Regions from separate parts of the Mus musculus genome. Here all the other regions are linked to region 1. The links are chromatin contacts, called in public HiChIP or PLAC-seq maps. All regions are on one chromosome and are shown on one strand. Each heading gives the region's core, a stretch centred on a gene start, on an enhancer-like site or on the middle of the called end of the contact. The rest is flanking DNA. Distances are from core to core; before and after follow the strand shown.

Region 1 (2,945 bases), core at 311-2,810:
TGGTCCTGGCCACTGTTTGGTGAGGTGAACCAGGGCCTTCCATCTGCCACTCTTCTCAAAGCTGCACAAGGAATGTGAGATGAGACTCCTCATAAAACATTTCTGCTCACCACAGGTTTGTGCTGTTTCTCTCCAATATCACCAGAAAGTAGAAAAGTTCTGGTCTTAAGTGGATTAAAAAGAATTTAATACCAGCAACCTATTTATTCTAAATGTGGGCGCTTGTGTGCGTTTGGATTATTTTTTTGCTTACAAAAATGCTTTGTGCGCTTGGTAGAAAATATGGAAATGTGAAATGGAGCGAAAAATACTTACCCACCTTTTCCTACTCCAAAAGCAAACAAGAAAACAAGCCTCCCCTCCCATGGTGGAATGTTCTGAATGCTCTGACTCTGCACAAGCCAGGTCCCTGCTGCAAACACCACTGGCCTCGAATAGTCTGGCCTTCTCTGTGTCTTCCCCTTCCAGAAGACCCGGGTACTAAAGAAGTTCCCGGAGACCTCAGGTGGTCAGAAAAGTACCGGAGGCAGAGCAACACCCTGTACCCTCATGTAGTTTCCCATATAGGCACAGGAGAGACCACAGTTCCCTCCCCCACACCACCTCCAGGACCAGCTAAAGGTGTAAATGGCTTTCTGAAAAGTAACAGCCTTGTTTAGCCTGTGTTCCAGGGCAGGGCTGGTCCCAATCCTTATTTTACTGTGTAACTAGACACCTCCCTGTGAGTTGTAGACAAAGATTAGGGAAGCCAAGTACCCAAGAGACAGAAACCAGTGTGATAGTAAGAATAATATTTTTCAGGCCAATAGGTGGCCCTGAAACTACCTCCCACTACAGGCAAGGAGGCAAAGACCGCACTGGGGTAATCCGGAAATGCCAAACTGATGCCTGCGTTCACCCTCCCAGTGTGTGTGACAGTGACTAATTACCCTTGCATTTCTTATTTTCATTTCTGGGTCCCAGTGGAAGTCTGAGGCCGGTGCTGGGAGGGCAGAGGGAGGAGGAGGTACAGGAAAATGACAGTCGGGACAGGGGCCCTGCTGAGTCTGGCTTCCATTAGGCATTGCCCTGTGGAACAGTTGGAGCTTTTAAGTGAATGTTGCCAAGACAGAAAGTATGTCTTGAAAGCTGTTCTTGCTCACGGAACTAACATAGCTTAATGGTCGTCACCCAAGAAAGAAGGTCGGAATCAGAAGTCAGCATTGGGTTGTGGGTTTGGGTTTTTTGGGGGGTTGTTTTGTTTTGTTTTTGTTTTGTTTTGTTTGTTTTTTGTTTTTGTGGGTTTTTTTGTTTTGTTTTGTTTTTTTCTATTCTCTGTCTTTTGCAGGGCATTGGGAATTAGTCAGGCTGATTTTCACGTGCACAGAGCAAGTTTCATCTCATCCACTGTAGACCTAGGCTACTGTGTTTGGGTTTCCAGCATCACTGGGGACTCTCAGCTTGTGAAAACCTTTCCCCTTGGAACAAATCCTGGAAGCCCGACATTAATGAGCTCAGACCATCCCCTGGCCTTGAATGGGACGTTTTGTTCTACTTGCGAATACTTTGCTCAGGGATAAGAGCTTTCCCCAGCAGCTGGTCGCTTTCTTAATCAAACCTCAGCTCTCTATTCTGGCAGGCTTTCTGAGATGCACAGAGCTGGCCACAAAGTCCTTCTTAAAAGATGGTGGGTGGGAGGAAATAATCTCTCACCATTGCCTTTCGGTGCCCGGAGTTCTCCCATAAATATTTTTTTAAAGAGCTAACCATTAAAAGTTCATTTATAATCCTTCACGGACACCCTGTTTTTTAAGCTTCAAGAACAGGGACAGGGAGCAGAAACCGGAGAAGAATTTTAAAGTGAGAAATCTCACAGGGTGAAGGGTGCCAAGAGCGTCAGGAGACAGGCCAGGCATTCATTTGTTGGGAACCTCACCTGTGCCAAGTCATCTCATTTGACTCCAGAGTAACTCAAGACATTGTATTTGCCCATCTTAGGGATGAATGGCTCAGGGCTCACCAGTGTGGGAGTTTGTTTGGGGTTATACAGTCAGAACTTGAATTTGGGGTTTTCCACTCCCAGAATCCTCTGTCTAGAACAGGTAACTTCTGAGCATGCTCTTTGGACACAAGTGCTCACTAGCTTTGCAACCATGGATGAATTCCTCAGCTCTCCGGGCTGAGGCTCTTTGCTGTGGACACTGACTGCTGAGACTTAGGGACAGGCAGTGCACTGAGAATGAGCACACTAGGACCATCTTTCCATTGCTTCCACTTTTGTTATCATTCCTGCCACCATCTCTCCTTAGAATATGGACTGAAGGGCTCGGGTTTGGCTTCATATGCAAGCAGAGAGAACATAGATGAGGAGGTTGCAGGAGATGGGAGAGTGGCCTTTGGGGGACTGACAGTTCAGTCTAGCTTTGTAGCTATCCTTGCAAACTTTCCTTAATAGGATCATTACCTTAGAGAGTAGGAGAACCAGTCTGAGCTCTGCAGTCCCACCAGCCTTTAACCTAGCCCACGGTCCTCTTTCTCTCTTCCTGCCATCTTGGGCTCAGGCCGAAAACCTCCTGGACACCACAGCAGAAGCAGGTCCTTACCCCAGTCACCCTCTTCAGCAGGTCACGAACTCCTCTGACGACTGGACCATTTCTGGCATTCCAGCCAACCAGCACCGCCTCACCCTGACCAGGCTTGACCCTGGAAGCTTGTACGAAGTGGAGATGGCAGCCTACAACTGTGCTGGCGAGGGCCAGACAGCTATGGTCACCTTCCGAACAGGTAAGTCAAATATTTTTGCTTAGCTCAGAGTTCCAAAGGCCCGAGCAAGTTATAGTGAGGCCAGATGCAAAGTCCTGTTCACTTTGTTCACCTCTGTCCTTCTCCAGTGGCTGCCTCTGTGGACTTATGTGCCTGGACTAAAGCACTACCTTTCTTTATAAGATTGATGAACCTCTCTGGCA
Region 2 (2,945 bases), core at 113-2,612, 190 kb before region 1:
CTCTTCCTGGTCACTCTTCCAAAGGGGAAAGCTGGAATTTGATGTCTCGGGTCCCTTCCTCATACATATGCTTCCCTGGAAACATTCCTGGGGAAGAAGAAAAGCTGCGGTTTGGGGTTTAGGGAGCTGGCTGCAGGCCTGGCAGGCAGATGCTCTTCCATCTCTTGTTCTACCTTAGACTTCTTGCAAATCACAGATTCACTCAGCTTCCTCCCCAGCACAACCGGGAGGAAAATGCCGCTCTCTGGGAGGTCAAGTGAGAATTAATGAGCTGTGCTTTCTTGGAGTTCTCCATTGGTACTTCAGAGCTTCTGCAGTGATTGGCTGGACACTTCTGGACCTTATGTCTTTCTATCCCCTGACCTTAACATTCTCTCAACGGAAATGAATACAAAAAAAAATCTCAAAAGTTTACAGATCGCTAAGGTTTGGAGATTCTGGGAGCATTGTATTTTTAACACACACACACACACACACACACACACACACACACACACACACACACGCGCGCGCGCGCGCGACTTTCCACCTGCTTTTGCTCTGTGATTCTCTGGTTCTCACTCTGGCCTTTTCTGGTTCTCTGCCTCATTTCCCTCGGGCATCCTGAACTAGTGAAAATGAAGTTAAGCAGAGATGTAATAAAGTTAGTCACCTTGCACTCTCTCTGGGGAAGTAAAGAATCTTTAAATAAAGGGGCCATCAGGCTTAATAGCCCACCTCCACCCCCGGACCCCCCGCCCCCCCCTCGCCATCATGCTCACTAGCCCCGCCCCCATCTCCCCTGCTTCCTTCTCATTGGGTCAATGACAAGTTACACTGTTTTTCTCTAGCCTCTTATTCCCCTTGTTTCAGTATTTTGTTCTCTTCTTCCTCGTTGCTTCTGCCTCTTGCTCCATCTGAGAAACATAGGTTGCCCCCAGTCCCCAGCCCCAACCCCCTACAAGCACCACTTCCATCCCTTCACCCCATCCCCGCCCCCACCCCCATCAGACTGAACCGCCAAAAGATGTGCAGGCTTCCTGCTACAAAAAGCACACATCAGTTCTGAAAGGGGATAAATATGATAGGGGCGCGATGATAACAGTGCACACTTGTTAACCAGGAAAATCCAGCAGGAGGTGGGGGGGGGGGGCAGGGAAAGAGGGAAACTTGAGAATAGAGGCTGACTGGGTAGGAGCCCCTGGAGGGAACGCAGAAGGGGGGCCCTCCAGCAGCCACCATCAATTATACAGGCTGGTTTTGTTTTGTTTTGTGAGGTCTGAACCGAGGCTCAGCTGATGGGGCAGGGGTGGCTAGGGGGTGAATAAGGGATTTTAACCAAACCAGTGGCTCTGAATGGAGGCCTTGGGCTCAGTTGAGGGGGCCTCAGCAGAGAGAGCTTGAAAAGAGGGCCTTTGGGCTTTGAGAAGGAAAGGGGGAGGTGGAACTAGGCTGAGGCTGCGGGGAAGATTTTGAAGTGGGAGGGGCAGGGGAAGGAGGAGTGGAGCACAATGATGGGGAATGGAGGCCAGCTCTGAGCTCTCGTTGCTCACAATGTGTCCCATGTGGTTCTCTTTATCTCAGCCTTTCAGGAGTCAATACAGGGGCCTTTTTTATTTTCAACTCTAAGTATATAGCTACCCCACCTCCCCATTTCACACAGCACAACATTTCACACAGCACAACCACACGCGTGCGCGCGCACGCGCGCGCGCACACAAACCTACAAGTCTGAGATAGTTAACGCCGTACATCTGTAAAGTTGTTTCCATAGGACGGCGTTGCTTGGTTTTTAATCTGCCACATGCTTCAGGAGCATCCATTTTACACTACTCAACACTCCTCTCCGTCCCTCTCCTCCAGCCGGTCTAATCCCTTCCTCCAGGATACATCCTTCCATCTCCCACCTTTATAGATGCCTCAAAAAGTCAAGAGAAGCTGAAGGGCTTGTTTATTTGTGGCAGAATCTCAATATGTAGCTAAGGCTATCCTCAAACTCACAATCGTCCTGCCTCTTGAATGAGGTATAGTATAGGTGTACATCACCATGTCCTGCTATAAGAAGGTTCTTGAATCTTTGGAAAGTGAAAACATCACAATAGAATGATTTGCAATCAATACGACCAAAAATAAAAGATTAGAACCAACCCACACTTGAGCATTAGACTGTTAATATATACAAAGTAATATATGTATGTACATATATATGTATATGTGTGTGTGTTTGATTTTCTAGTTTTATGTGTTTGGGTGTTTTGCCTATATGGAAGTATATGTACTATATGCATGTCTGTGCCTGTAGATGTCAGAAGAGGGAATCAGAACCGCTGTAACTAGAGTTTGGGTGATTATGACCCTCCACGTGGATGCTGGAAACTGAATATGGTCCTCTGCAAGAGCAGCAAGTAGTCTTAACCACTGAGCATCTTCCCAGCCTACAAATGTTTGATGGTAGGTTTCTCTAAAATATTTAATCTCCAAAGGAACAAATCCTGTTTCCGTGTGCTCTTGTGATTGAAGCAGCCCTAGGCTCTGAGCCTACACAGTTTACCAGATTTATAATTTACCTATTTTCTCAACAACATTATTACATGGAATCTCATTGGGTACTTGCATCTAAAAGAGTAAAACATTCTTAAACAAGGGTGAAGGCTTTTAAAACTTTGTCCAGAGTCTTGTGGCACTAAGATTTAGATTCAGTAGCTTGAAATGGGGCTCAGTGTGTGTGTGTGTGTGTGTGTGTGTGTGTGTGTGTGTGTGTGTGTGTGTGTGTGTTAGATTAAAGTGACATTAGTCAAAAGAAAAAATGACTCTCCAGAGCACATATATGGGTTGTGAATAGATCCACTCCTGATACGGAGGCTGTGGCTAAAAGACAAATCTTATCCTTTAGTTACTAAGAAATGAAGAAGAAGAAGAAGAAGAAGAAGAAGAAGAAGAAGAAGAAGAAGAAGAAGAAGAAGAAG
Region 3 (2,945 bases), core at 155-2,654, 170 kb before region 1:
GATTTCCTCCCCTTTTCAACGCTTCACTCAAATTTGAGATTTGGGGTTCAGCAAACCATTGCAATATAAATTATTCACTTCCTCTCCTTTCCATATACATATACAGAACTTGTACACACACACACACACACACACACACACACACACACACACACACACACACCAGCAAGCACATCCTGATCCAACCAATTGGTGAAGCCTAGGCCTAGTTGCTGTCAGCCTTTGCTGGTACTTCAGTTTTGGGCACACAGGAATTAGAAGTTAATTAAAGAAACACATCCTTGCAATTTCTGAAGTCTACGCCAACTCCACTCTAGCCTCCTTTTGGTCAAGAAACCTGAGTTAGATCCTCTTTCTTGTGAAATGCACAAGGGTGTGGGAGCTGGGAGGGAGGTGAGATTGGACAACGACACATTTCGCTGTATCTCACAGGATACAGAAAACCCTTTTGTTCTTTCTATCAAAGCCCCAGTCCCTCTTGGACCCACCCACCCTGGGCCTGGCCCTCCATTCTCATCTAAGTCTCCACCCTGTAGCCTTCCATCCTGGGAAAATAAGTCCCAGCATCTTTGTTGTGTTGTGATGGCTACGGCTTAGTTCACATGGCTCCTTCCTGTCCATCCCGGGAATGGTCATTTCCCCCAGTTGGACGTTTGCATTCCACCTAAATGTCATCTAATCATTGCTAGAGCAGGAGATTCTAGAGGGGGCCATCTGTCACGCTGTCACATGTCCTAAGACATGCTCAATTGCTCCCTGAGGTGAGCTCTCCTCTTCTTAAATCTCTGCTATTTTCTTTCTAGCTTGGTTCCAAACAACCAAATGCATTTTGCAAAGACTACGGCTGGCTCATCGGGACCTAGGTAACAATGTGAATATTTGAAAAAAAGGGGGAAAAATCCCAGAACCCCTATGAGTATTAGTTTTGCAAACATGTCCCTGTTATTCTTTGGTTCTGTACTTAGCCATTTCCCTCAGCCTCTTCTCCCCCCCCCCCCCCGCCCCCAGACCTTCCCTCTCCCCCAATCCCCATCCCCCAATCCCTGCCAACCCCAAAGAATAGGCCACGTGTCTACATTCCTGAAAAAAGTTGATTTTCTCTCTCTTTTTAAAGTATGAAACATAAACCTGGCTACAGCTGGAGGCTGCTGGGACGTGGGGCCCTGTGTTAATGCATGGCCCCTTTCATGAAATCTGGGGGCAGTTAATGGAGGGGGGGGTAGAGGAAAAAGAGGAGGAGGCGTGAACCTTTACACCCCAAGCGGGCTTCAGAAGAATTTACAGCCCTCCTTTCTGGAGACTGTTAAGATTTTATTGCCTCGTACCAGCAATTACAATGCTCCATAGAGGTCTGCACTTAGGCAGGCCAAGGATCCCCATTTGCTAAACCTGGAAAAAAGCCAGTCCGGCTGACTCTGGGTAGAGAAACAGCACTAGCTAAAGAGGGACGGGGACACACACACACACACACACACACAGAGCAAAGTAAAGCCTTATAAAGTTACCACTCATGTGCTGCCATCAAACAGGGTTGGTTTGGGGTGACTTGCCATCATTTATTAGCTTATGATATTCAACAAGTGATTCAGTCACTCCAAGGCACGAGTTTGCAATTTTGTAATTTGGAGATCATGATAGCATTCACCTTGTTGGATGGTTTCGGAAAAACAATTCTGCGCAGTGTGTGGTTCACAATAAAAGCCTAAAAGAAGCAAGTTTATTCTAATGTGATGAAAAGAAGGGCAGAAAGAGGGGCTGAACTTCAGCTCATGCACACAGGAGGACCTCTTTCTTTTTGACCCTAAAAGGTCCCCTCTCTCTCTCATTCCAATCTAGTTGTCCTTGGCATTAGGAATGAAGAAAGAAAATTAAAAGGTGGTGTGTGTGTGTGTGAGAGAGAGAGAGAGAGAGAGAGACAGAGACAGAGACAGAGACAGAGACAGAGACAGAGACAGAGATTGCTCAAGGATCCAAGTGGAGAAAGAATTGGAAAAGACCAAAGAGAACTATGTGAGGGAAATGGTACAGAAATGAAATGGCAATAACGGTGTACTTAGGCACAGACTGAGCAGGAAGCACGGGAGTGGGGTGTGGGAGTTAAAAAATGTCCAAGGTTTAGTTTGCTGGCAAACACCTCCTATAGGGAGGTAACGACGCCTAAAAAACGTTCCCAAAGAACATAACAACCACACTGTATACTTTCTGTCAGCCCCAATCCTCCTTCCTCTCACTGGGCCATTGATAAACGGCCCACCCCTGCCTCCGACCATCTCACACCTGCAGACTTTATGGAGCCCTTCAGGTGCTCCTCAGCACTCCGGGCTGTGCATGCCTCTGTGGAAAGGGAAGAGGTAAATTATGCCAAGCCTGCAACCTTGGCAAGGGAGCAGTAAATGTTTGCTGAATGAATGGATGAATAACAAGGTCTCTTTGAGGAAAGCCTACATCGGAGCCAACTAGACTGCTAATGAGTATAGTGTTCTTTCTGGGGGAATGAAACGTTTAGAATTAGACACTAATGGTGAGTGTCTGGGCTTTGTGAATGTACTAGAATTTATTGATTTGTACACTGTGAAATGATGGATTTTTATGAGTTATATTAAAAAAAACCAACAACAATAAATGTGAAAGCACAAACTGTAGCCATAGAGAAACACTTTTGCTCAGCACCTCCGTTTCTATTGTAGTCTTGACCTGGGGTCCTCTTATTTCCTTCTGAGGTTTTTTTCCAAGATCTTCTTGGGGTTTCCAGTGCTCCTAAAATCATCGTAAAGGCAAGAATGGTTAGATCGCCTAGAAATGCAGTGTTTTTGTAAGAGTGGCTCAGATCTTCTTGAGCATTTCTCTAAGGACTCTATAAACTTTCCAACTCTCAAAGTACTCAAAAAAAAAAAGTCCTACTGAAAGGGATGGCCCCAGCCACCTGAAGCTCAAAATCAAGAAAA

The links. HiChIP or PLAC-seq counts read pairs in DNA pulled down with a chosen protein or histone mark.
Region 2: an H3K4me3 HiChIP or PLAC-seq map of craniofacial prominence shows a contact between it and region 1, with 5 times the contacts expected there. The contact joins two enhancer-like sites. A contact is called at or near these places in 2 of 39 promoter capture datasets (both in embryonic stem cells), 5 of 15 datasets of contacts at CTCF or cohesin (embryonic stem cells, large pre-B cells and stem cell-derived epiblast-like cells), 105 of 484 Hi-C or Micro-C datasets (2-cell-like embryonic stem cells, 8-cell embryo, the AtT-20 cell line and 37 more), 29 of 115 datasets of contacts at active chromatin or transcription factors (T-cell acute lymphoblastic leukemia, bone marrow-derived macrophages, cardiomyocytes and 15 more) and 1 of 9 other capture datasets (embryonic stem cells).
Region 3: a contact with region 1 is called in an H3K27ac HiChIP or PLAC-seq map of oligodendrocyte precursor cells, with 5 times the contacts expected there. The contact joins two enhancer-like sites. A contact is called at or near these places in 1 of 15 datasets of contacts at CTCF or cohesin (embryonic stem cells), 3 of 484 Hi-C or Micro-C datasets (bone marrow-derived macrophages, cumulus cells and embryonic fibroblasts) and 14 of 115 datasets of contacts at active chromatin or transcription factors (bone marrow-derived dendritic cells, bone marrow-derived macrophages, cardiomyocytes and 7 more).

What each region holds. Positions count from the first base shown.
Region 1 is chr16:44,492,631-44,495,575 of GRCm38.p6, reverse strand. It overlaps Boc (biregional cell adhesion molecule-related/down-regulated by oncogenes (Cdon) binding protein), which reads left to right. Exons shown (of 19, transcript NM_172506.2): 9 at 2,604-2,763. Among named protein-coding and RNA genes, the nearest start is that of Gm30064, 36 kb to the left of the region's middle. Within about 2 kb of position 1,560, at least 109 of the 459 cell types and tissues checked have an H3K27ac peak or open chromatin away from gene starts, as enhancers often do. A contact at or near this core is called in craniofacial prominence, embryonic basal ganglia, embryonic forebrain and 6 more, where this site is marked.
Region 2 is chr16:44,685,923-44,688,867 of GRCm38.p6, reverse strand. No RefSeq gene overlaps it. Among named protein-coding and RNA genes, the nearest start is that of Gm30311, 27 kb to the right of the region's middle. Within about 2 kb of position 1,362, at least 63 of the 459 cell types and tissues checked have an H3K27ac peak or open chromatin away from gene starts, as enhancers often do. A contact at or near this core is called in craniofacial prominence, embryonic basal ganglia, embryonic forebrain and 5 more, where this site is marked.
Region 3 is chr16:44,665,055-44,667,999 of GRCm38.p6, reverse strand. It overlaps Gm30311 (a long non-coding RNA gene), which reads right to left. Exons shown (of 3, transcript XR_384869.4): 3 at 2,536-2,757. Among named protein-coding and RNA genes, the nearest start is that of Gm30311, 6.6 kb to the right of the region's middle. Within about 2 kb of position 1,404, at least 33 of the 459 cell types and tissues checked have an H3K27ac peak or open chromatin away from gene starts, as enhancers often do. A contact at or near this core is called in oligodendrocyte precursor cells, where this site is marked.